2 separate regions of the Mus musculus genome follow, and region 1 is linked to region 2. A link is a contact called in public HiChIP or PLAC-seq data. All regions are on one chromosome and are shown on one strand. Each heading gives the region's core, a stretch centred on a gene start, on an enhancer-like site or on the middle of the called end of the contact. The rest is flanking DNA. Distances are from core to core; before and after follow the strand shown.

What was found. HiChIP or PLAC-seq counts read pairs in DNA pulled down with a chosen protein or histone mark.
Region 1: an H3K27ac HiChIP or PLAC-seq map of embryonic stem cells shows a contact between it and region 2, with 13 read pairs. The contact joins two enhancer-like sites. A contact is called at or near these places in 3 of 484 Hi-C or Micro-C datasets (embryonic stem cells and regulatory T cells), 10 of 115 datasets of contacts at active chromatin or transcription factors (bone marrow-derived dendritic cells, embryonic stem cells and pancreatic cancer cells) and 4 of 9 other capture datasets (adipose tissue, embryonic stem cells, liver and 1 more).

What each region holds. Positions count from the first base shown.
Region 1 is chr3:137,776,474-137,781,772 of GRCm38.p6, reverse strand. No RefSeq gene overlaps it. Among named protein-coding and RNA genes, the nearest start is that of Mir6380, 4.5 kb to the left of the region's middle. Within about 2 kb of position 3,417, at least 5 of the 459 cell types and tissues checked have an H3K27ac peak or open chromatin away from gene starts, as enhancers often do. A contact at or near this core is called in embryonic stem cells, where this site is marked.
Region 2 is chr3:137,958,248-137,963,603 of GRCm38.p6, reverse strand. It overlaps Dapp1 (dual adaptor for phosphotyrosine and 3-phosphoinositides 1), which reads left to right. Exons shown (of 9, transcript NM_011932.3): 3 at 2,029-2,162. The region is part of intron 2 of Gm19708 (a long non-coding RNA gene); the gene reads right to left. Among named protein-coding and RNA genes, the nearest start is that of Gm19708, 17 kb to the right of the region's middle. Within about 2 kb of position 1,418, at least 66 of the 459 cell types and tissues checked have an H3K27ac peak or open chromatin away from gene starts, as enhancers often do. A contact at or near this core is called in embryonic stem cells, where this site is marked.

The DNA of each region.
Region 1 (5,299 bases), core at 2,168-4,667, 180 kb after region 2:
GAACTGGACTCAGGTCTTCTGGATGAGCGGGAAGAGCTCTAAGTCTCTGGGCCATCTCTCTAGCCCCATCTCTTTCTGCTTAAAAAAGAAAATCTTTGTTGCTGTTGTTGTTTTGTTCAGTTATTTTTGAGATGGAGTCTGTAATCTTGGCTGCCCTGGAACCCTTTATGAAGACCATGCTGGTCTTGAATACACAGATCCATGTGTCTCTGCTTCCTGAGCGATGGGATTAAAGGCGTGAGCCACCACACCCAATCTTTCTGCTTCTTGACTGTGATCTGCTTCAAGTTCCTGCTGCCCCGACTTCCCCGCAGTCATGGTCTGCCACATGGAATTTCAAGCTGAAATAAACTTCATCTTCCCTAAGTTGTTTTGTCAGGGTATTTTATCACCACCACAGGAAAGAAGCTAGGATAGGTGGAGAGGCAGTTCTGAAGGATTTGGGTAAGAAAGTGTGGAGTAGTTTGTGAGCACTGGAGAATTCACAAAGGCAGTCTGTCAAGCTTGCTTGAAGTTATAAGTAAGATTTCCTAATGTCCTTACAGGCTCAGGAGAAAACACTGGGTTTGCTTTCCCCAACCCCCACGGTATTTTGAGAGCTTGTTGCTCTGGGTTTAAGACAGATGGGAGTTCTCAGGGTTGGATCCTTATTGTGAGCTACTGATGTAGTCCTTCCTCAATTACAGAGCAACTAAGTAGATTAAGAGCAAGGAAACCTTTCAAGACCGACATTAAATCGGGAGGTATTGGTTCTGCCCCTTCTGAGAAGCGAACTATTCAATAAAACAGCTGTCCTCCCCGACACCAAACTATGCTCTTATGTTCTGCAATAGAGCACCAGCATCTACCTATATCTTTCCTGCCTTCCAGGAGAGAATGAGGTGTCTTTTTTTTTTTTTTTTAAGATTTATTTATTATGTATACAGTGTTCTGCCTGCAGAAGAGGGCACCAGATCTCATTATAGATGGTTGTGAGCCACCATGAGGTTGCTGGGAATTGAACTTAGGACCTCTGGAAGAGCAGACAATGCTCTTAACCTCTGATCTATCTCTCCAGCCCTGGGAGGTGTCTTTAATAGCTCAGATGTGCAGTGTCTTCAAGCGTGATGATTTTCCCATTGAGTTAGCTAAGAGGAGTTGAATAGCAATGCTATCCTGTAGGAAGAAACCTAGGTCAAGGAAGGCAATCTGGCTTCCTGATAAGCTGCAGTTGTGAGCGTGTAAAATATTCTGGACAGCTGTTTTACATCACCAAGAGCTCTGTGGTTCGGCATTTCTCAGGGAGCCCTTCCACAGGTGCGTCGTGTGCTCTCAGGAGCGACTCTCTCCACTTGTCTACCGAATGCAGTTCTGTTAGGTACCCAGACAGCTGGGTGTGGTGACCGGAGTTTGGTCCCACCCCTGGAAAGGATTGGGCAGGAGGATTCTGCATTCCAAAGCAGCCAAGGCTACTATACTAGATCGGAACATATACGGGAATAAAACAGAGCCCCGCGGAAGTTTAGGTGAAAGGGTTTAGAGATGCTAAGTGAGCAATCATGCAAATGAGCGGCTTCAAAGATCCTTCCTGGGATAAGGGAACAGCTGGGGTCTAAAGAAAGCCCGGCTAGGGAGCCCTGATGGCTATTAGGTCTAAGGGTGGATGGAGTTGGCTTTCATCCTCGAAGGGCGAGATAACAGAAACGTCCCCTCCTGCCCCAGAAGAAGGGCTCACTTTGGCTGGGTGCTACACTTGGGCGGGAAGACCTCGTGTGAGGTCTCTTGCAGTCTCAAGTCTAAAAGGACCCTAGGAACTTAGGGAACCTTTGGAGCTTTATTGTAAAAGTGGTTGGAAGCAGGCAGGGATTTTTGTCTGAGTGAGATTGCTGGCTGCAGACTGTAGAATTCATTCCAAGTGGCTTGTTTGTTTGTTTGTTTTGAAGCATGCAATATGATCATTTCTTCAAGTAAAATGTTTCATAATTTGTGCTGTCCGAATGACATCTAAGCTTTCTGTCTTAGGTTATTAAGTAGCTTACTGTACCCGAGTTAGCACCCAGTTTGCTTCTGGTGAGGGGGAGTTCTGCGTAGTCTGTGTGGAGAAATGGAGGCGCAAGTGGCCATGTGAAAAGGGGTGCTGTCTAAACTTTGAAGAAATTAATTAAGCTTGATTGTGTGTGTGTGTGTGTGTGTGTTTATGCGTGCGCGTGAGACTTGATGGTATCCTAGCTTCCCCTGTGGACTACAGGAATGGCTTCTGATCCTAGATGGGGCTGTGTCCCATCCTCTTCTGTAGGTTTGTTGGCCAATTGCACACGTAGGTGACAAAGACTCCCCCAGCTATGAATATACATGCTCCCATCTAAGTCAGAGCAAGCCTCTCTTTCCACCTCCCATCTCTCTACCTTTAAATACTTGAATAGTGCTGCTTTGGAGATTAAAGGGCAAACTGCAGGGTTCTCTTCTACAAGGCAGAGCCTGGGAATCAAACTCAGTTTGTCAGCCTTGGTGACAAGTGCCTTTACCTTCTGAGCCATGCACCCATATCTTAAACTATTGCTGCTTTTCTAGATCTCCTCCCCTTTTAAAATAATTGGCTTTGAGACAGGATCCAGCTTATCTTAAATTTAATATATAGCTGAAGATGGCTATGAGTTTTCAAACTTCTCATTTTCTTGCCACCACTTGGAATTGCATGTCTGCTACCACCTGGGATTACAGGTGCGTGCCAACCTTGCTTGGTTTATGCAGTGCTGGGGGTTGAACTCAGGGCTTTGTACATGTTAGACAAGTAGTCTACAGTGGACCTATATCCCCAGTCTGCCTTTGGTTTTTGAGATAGAGACTTCATCTAGCCCAGGCTGGCTTCTGAGTCCTGGGACTATTGCAAGCCCGTCTTTGATTCATACTTCCCTCTGGCCGTGTTCTTCTCTTCCCACCACATTTTGCTGTACTGGCCGAGGGCCTTTCATGCGTCTTCACTTCAAATCAAGCCAGTAAATAGCTCTCAGTGATGGGCAGTGCGATTCCACATGCATGCACCCTTACACAGTATAGCAGATAAGTGTTAGGAGGAAAAGTATTTCCACACTCAGTTCAGAAATTACTTTTAATCAGAGAACTCCATAATTTAGGGTTTTGCATTCTGCCTGTCGTTTCCAAAATTCAGTCCAGGGATGCGGCTTGCTGGGTAGAATGGTTGCCCAGCGTTCACAAAACCCTCTCTGGGTTTAGAACCCAGGACTAAGCTGGTGGCACGATGGTGCATGCCTGCAATCTCAGCTCTCAGTGGCAGAAGCCAGAGGATCTGAGTTCGAGGTCGACCTCTGACATGCAGGCCATTCCAAGCCAGTCTGGTGCAAATGAGACGATCTCAAATCAACAAAGTTAACAGAATACCTGGCTAACCTTCATCTCTTACCTTGTACTGCCATCCTGTGGCCATTTTATTTTCTAGCCTAAAAAGAAAGGAAACCCTGTTTTCTATTTCCATCACACACAATAGCCCCGGGTTGTCACTAAACACAGGACTACATATATACTGTACTAAACACAGTACACAGATATCGCGGTACTACCAACATGTCCCGCCACATGGAGTGGAGTCCACCATGCCATTTATGTTCTGAGTGAGACAGGCTTTCCCAGGACTCTGCTCTTCAGGCTCCCCTCCTCTCTACCTTGGAATCTCTTGGCGGCTTCTGCAGGACTTCTCTGTACTAGCGTCGGCGACATCTTGGTTCTCTCTTGGGTGCTCAGAAATACTTTCTGCTGGAAGCCTGGGTTTGTCTTTCTTTTGTACGTTGTCCCGTTGGCCTATCTTCTGAACTTCTGCTAAACCCCAGAGCTCTCTTAGTGACTTGACAAGACAGGCAGGGTGCCTGGAAAAGAATGTGCTCAGGCATATCCTGGCTGTGACCACACATGGTTTAGCTTCTCTAGAGAAATGACTGCACAGAAGGTTAAATGTAAGGTAGCCAATGGTTTTCTGCTGGTTCTGGGATTCCTTGCACAGAGCTTGTCTCCTCTGTGACTAGGAGGCAGTCAGTGGGCACATTCCAGGAGAGCAATCTTTGTTCTTGTTTTTGGTATCCAAGACCTCTAGGGTTTAAGGTCCAGTCCTGGAAAATAATAACAGTGATAGTGGTTACTATCTGCAGAGTCCTGGTATGTCTCTGTCCTATCTAACATTACTCACAATTTCTTTTCTTTTCTTTTCTTTTCTTTTCTTTTCTTTTCTTTTCTTTTCTTTTCTTTTCTTTTCTTTCATCTTCTCTTTCTTTCTTTCTTTCTTTCTTTCTTTCTTTCTTTCTTTCTTTCTTCCTTTCTTTCTTTTGACAAGGTTTCTCTGTATAGCCTGGCTGTCCTGGAACTCACTTTGTAGACCAGGCTGGCCTTGAACTCAGAAATCCGCCTGCCTCTGCCTCCTGAGAGCTTAAAGTCGTGTGCTACCACGCCCAGCTTTTTTTTTTTTTTTTTTACAATTTCAAGACCATGAGGTGAGAATATGATTGTTTTTGTTTTACAAGTAATGAAAGTTCTTAGTCACAGAGTAATGATCCTTCTTGTCTAAGGTGGCTCAGCCTGGAATTGGGTTGCTGAAAATGACTTCGCATCCCTGATATCCTTGAATGAACTTCAGTCTGTGTCTCAGTATAAGCCTTTCCTTATAGCCCAGTATCTTTGAACTTCTCAGCCTAGGGTGTTCCTTCTAGGACGAGAAGGGACTGAAGAGTCAGTGCCCATTGTTTATAGATCCTCAGTGTACTATCTTCGTACGCAATATCCATGCTCCAATAAACACCAGTGTTCATTCTGAAAGGTAATTGCAAGCATTAACAACTTCCAGTGTTCCAGCATTATCTCTAGGATAACTTGCAGCTCTGAACAATGCTTTAGAAAGACCTCCCTAGCAGCGTGCTCGGGAGCCATTCCTGTTCCATTAATGCCAATGACTGCATTTGCTCTGAGCACTGTAAGCGACTCTGCTGCAGACTTCAAGACTGCTGCAAAGATGCATTTTTGACACTGACGACTTTGATGGCAGCCCAGCTCTAGCATCAACATTAACAAGGAGATTTATTTACTTTTATTTTTGGCTGTGCATATCTATGTGTACCTCACATACCTGGCACCTGGGAAGGCCAGAAGAGAGCATTGAATCCCCTGTAACTGGAGTTACAGCCAGTTGTGAGCCATCACGTATGTACTGAGAACAGGACAAGGTCCTTTGCAAGAGGAGCAAATGCTCTTAACCACTGAGCCATCTCTCCAGGTTTCATCAGTTTGATCTTAAAGAAAACCTTTGACACGGTGAGGC
Region 2 (5,356 bases), core at 169-2,668:
TAATACACATGGCACGACTGTCTGCTGCCTTCCTGCCAGCCAGAGCACCTCTCTACCCTCTCCTGTGTCAGAGAGTTCCGTTCCACGGAGCTCACATGAAGAGGTCAGGCCCACAAGAGACTCTTCGTGTTTTTAAGGTGAACCAATTTGGAGACTTAACAATGCACTAAATCTCTTCACAACTCCATCTTGACTAGTTCTTACCTGGGTAATTGGAACAGTGCTATACATTGGAGTTGGGGTCGGAGCGTCTATGAGTTCTGCCTGGCATAACTTCCATTCTCTGGCAGTGAGTCTACATGCGTTTTTTAGAAGGAGAGATAGGTACAGAATAGGAAACAAATTAGGTAGCCAAAGGGAGAAAAATTATATCTAGTAACATTTGGAGTCACCCTGACAAGTCTTATTTATAAATTTTCTAAATAGGGCTAGGCAGTAATAGCTAAGTCTATGCAAGATAAAAATAACTGAGTTGAACTCCCAGAACCCATGTAGAAAACTAGGAATGTTGGTATGTGCTCATAATCCTGATGCTAGAAAGGAGAACACGGAGGTATCCCTGGGGCTCACTGGCCACACAGAACTTGCTGAATTGATGAACCCCAGGTTCAGTGAGAGTCCTTGCCAAAAAAAAAAAAAAATCCATGGAGAAGATTCCTGACAAATGATACCTGAGGTTAACCCCTGGCTTCCACAACCATGTGCATACATGTGCACGTGTGCTTATACACACATGTACCTGCACATGTGAGAACACAGGTACTTACACTGCGTGTCAGGTAGATCACAGATGGTAACTAAAGTTTTATCTACATGTGACTCATCTGAGCATAAGCTATTTATGAATAGACTGCATGTATTTCACCTTCATGAAAAATTAAAATAAATATCACTGGTTTTCATTACAAATACTTGGTAACATTTGGAGCAGGGGGAAGCTACCATCAGAGGTGACAGGATCCATAGGCCAGTTGTTTAGAGTTATGGTTATTTTTATTCATTTATTTGTCCATTTCCTTAATAATAGACCTTTGAAAGCGTGCATCTTGGACCAGCCATCGTAACTCGATGACCTTGTTGGGAAGAAGTCTAGTCTCATAGGGCCACTAAGACCCAAATCTTGCTACAAAGCAAAGTGTAGCAATCGCTTAAAAGAAGGCAAGTTTTTGAGCAAGAAATTAAAAGGCACTCAACATAAGGCAGAATTATCATGAGGTAGAAGTTTCAGGAAGACTCAAGGTTGTTTACCAATGGGAAGGGCCAATTGTAGGTAAGGAGCAAGGATGGAAAAAACTCTTCCTAGAGGAACAGCAGGTCCAGATGGACAGGGGCCCTGAAGCTGGCGCCCCAGATCAGCAACATCCACTGAGGTGAGAGTCTGTTAAAAACCTTCCACCTGCTGAGTCATCGTCTGGGCATGAGACCCAGCAACCTGGCTCTTCAGACCTTACTGTTGACTCTGATACATTCTGAAGTTGGGGTGTTGGCCACAGAGTGGGAGGTGAGACTAGGGAGAAGAGAAATGAACAAATGAAGTGAGCAGGAGAGATTTTATACAACGTTTTTCATCTTGAAGATGAAGTGGAAAATGACAGCCTTGGAAATGTGACACTCTATTCCGTAGATAATCATGCAGGCAGGCAAGGGAGAAGACTAGGGTCATGTGACTCACCGACAGAAGCAGGCTTCTGACTGATTCCCAGACTAGGGAGGAAGGCCAAGGACACACACGTCCTGCCTGTCACCTCTGTCTCTGAATTCATGGCCTTTATGGACGTTAATATTCAAGAACCTTTGCCGTCAGTGGAAGAGAAGGCAGGGGAACTGTCTCATGTCTTCAAGTAGAGTGAAAACCTGAGAGTATTCCCTGACAGAAGACACACGTGACAGCCTCTAAAGTGCTTGGCGATTTTGATGGCTGTGTGTTCCGCATCGTCAAAGGCTTATTTATGGTGATGCTAACACATTGCTATATTTACCTTCAAAAAGAATTGTCATTTGTTAAATAATATTCTTCTTTTCTTTCAGAGCCAAAGACTCTGTCAAACACTTTCATGTTGAATATACTGGGTACTCGTTTAAATTCGGCTTTAATGAGTATTCATCTCTAAAGGATTTTGTCAAGCATTTTGCAAATCAGCCTTTGATTGGAAGCGAGACAGGTAAGCTGTCTAAATACCTGGCTTATTAATATGGTTATTAATACATATTTCTGCATGAGGATCTGCTTGGAGTCTGGTGACTTCTGCTGGGGCTGAGAACATTGCATGGTGAGAGATAGGGAAGGAATACATCAAACACGGAGCCCTGGCCACAGCCACAAGCTCACCTGGAACTTGTGACCCTCTCGTCTCAGCCTCAGAAGCTCTGAATTATGGGATATGGGACATGAAAAGCTCACACAGACAGACAGAGCTTCATATAAGTTTGAGGCTACAGTCTGATCCACATAGTTAGTTCCATAGCTAGTCAGGTCTATATAGTGAGACCATAAATAAATAAATAAATAAATAAATAAATAAATAAATAAGACAGAGAGGGAGAGAGGGAAAGAGAGAATTTCTTTAGAATGTTCTCTTTTATAATACATAAAGAAAAGAAAACACAAGCCAATTCACAATCATTTCAGGCCTGACAGGAAACTCTGCTTGTAACACAAAACTGATAGGTTTAGAAACATCTCTGTGTGTGTGTGTGTGTGTGTGTGTGTGTGTGTGTGTGTGTGTGTGTGTAGGTGAGACCCTGAGAACTTAATCAGGAACATTTTCAAAGGTAAACTTCACACGAAATGCCCACAGCAACCAAGTGCTCAATATTGAAAATGTTGGCTAGAAGACATTTTTATGAGCAATAATAATAATAATAATAATAATAATAATAGTACCCTTAGTTTATTACAAAGTTTCACCCAGGCAGTGGTGGCGCATGCCTTTAATCCCAGCACTTGGGAGGCAGAGGCAGGTGGATTTCTGAGTTTGAGGCCAGCCTGGTTTACAAAGTGAGTTCCAGGACAGCCAGGGCTACACAGAGAAACCCTGTCTCCGAAAACAAAAACAAAAACAAAAAAAAACCCCAAAACAAACAAACAAAACAAAACAAAAACCCAAAGTTTTAGGCCTATAGCTTGGTATGGACTTGAAATTTCTCATTTCAGTCGTTAGTCAAAGTGGAAGACATATATATATAATCTCTATATATATATATTAGAGAGAGAGAGAGAGAGAGAGAGAGAGAGAGAGAGAGATCAAACACCACATTTTGTCAGCCCACATCCCACTGGTATAACCACTATGGATACTTGAGCTAAGGGAGAATACAGGTAGGGAAGTAAGTTTATTTTGTCTGATGGCATCTGCAGTTTTAGGCCATGACCCCTTACCCCCTTGTCACCATGATGAGAGTACACAGCAGTGAGAACCACTCAGCAGATGAACAGGAAGCAAAGAAGATGGAGTTGGGGTGGGGCTTATCCCTGTTTTACTATCCCCTTCAATGTCACACCACCAATGACCTAACTTTTTCACACTGTTCCTACCTTCTCATAAGACCAAGCAGGCGGTCACATCCCTTTAGCACATGGACCTTTGATGGACATTCTCTATACATACTGAAGCACACACTATGCTGGCCCTTGAGTTTTCTAACTTGTTTGTCTATAATCTATAAAGTAAAGGGTCACCTCTGAATTTATGGTTTAGAATTCTAGCCTTATTTGCTTTAAATGATAAAAAAAAATCTGTTTATCAACAATGGGAAGACTGCAAGAATCTATAGCCCGAGAGATGGTGCCACAGCTAATTGCCATGAATCTGTACATTTTTCTTGTAATATCTGGAGTGATCTTTCTGCTCATCAGTGTGGCGGGGTGAGCTGGCATCACTGATCACTGCTGTTGCCACTTATGTCACTGGGACAGACCCCAGTATGAGTCAGTGTCTGGCACACAGATGAACAACTCACAGGAGCCACACACTGGCTGCTCACAAAAAGACGAGGTTTGAGGTAAAATGTTCTGAGTGTGAACCTAAAGCTGTCAATCTGTCAATTTCCAGGATGGAAATCCTCACAATCAGCCCTGACAGTTTCCTCAGTGTTTAACTCGTTCTCACAAACAAATACATATGGGAATATTAGTTTCCACTGCTACCTTGACCTGAGAGAGCACATCGACTTCTCTAATCTCTGCAGCTTTCCTCCCGGTGTGTGCTCCACCCTACACTTGGTTTTATTCAATTCTTGATCTCTGGAAATGGAGAGGAGTGTTTTAAGGCTTCTTCTTCTTCTCCTTCTTCTTCTTCTTCTTCTTCTTCTTCTTCTTCTTCTTCTTCTTCTTCTTGTTCCTCTTCTTCTTCCTCTTCCTCTTCTTCTTCCTCCTCCTCCTCCTCCTCTTCTTCTTTCCTTCTCCTCCTTCTCCTTCTTCTTCCTCTTCTTATCTTCTTCTCCTCATCCTCTTCAATTACAGAACTATTTATTTATTTTATTTATATAAGTACACTGCAGCTGTCTTCAGACACACCAGAAGAGGGCATCGGATCCCATTACAGATGGTTGTGAGCCATCATGTGGTTGTTGGGAATTGAACTCAGAACCTCTGGAAGAGCAGTCAGTGCTCCTAACCACGTAGCCATCTCTCCAGCCCCCACATTCTTTTTTTGAATGCCTCTCCTTTTGTTCCTCCCATATTTGCTATCAGTGAAGAAATAAATGAAATAAATGAAATAAATGAAGGGATGAGTATCTTTTAGGAATCCTGTAGCCATCAAAACCACTATTGTTATCTGTTTGCCACCTCTTTAAGTAAAGTTAATTCTTTCATTTAAACTTCTTTCCTAGACACTATTTAAATCTTTTTTATGCTTCTCTGTACTCATTACTGGACCTTCTCAAAATGAGGGGATGGCGAATGGATGTGCATACACATCTTGCTTTCTGGCAGATTTCAAGGCTGGGACCAAAGTGAATGCGATATATTTTGATTGAGACGTTCCCACACAGTCATCAGACAAGAGGCTCACCTGAAATTGCATCACAGTAGGGTCACCTGCACACAGTAGGGTCAATGTCACATTGCATTTAGAGCTATGTACAGCCGCTTTGTAAATACATTATCCTGACTAAAGAAATCTCACAGCCAAGTGTAGTGGTAGTTGTAATTCTAGCACATAGGCAAAAAGATCCCATGTTCAAGGTGAGCCTAGACTACACATCCAAGGTAGAGGATAACCTGGCCTACATAACAAGACCCTGACCAAAAAAAAGAGGCTTAATGCGTTAGTATTGGAGTTTATAGAGTAGTTCCTCCAAAGTTAAAATGTTCTGTGTGTTATCACCAAGGCTCCCACTTCATCTATTCTCG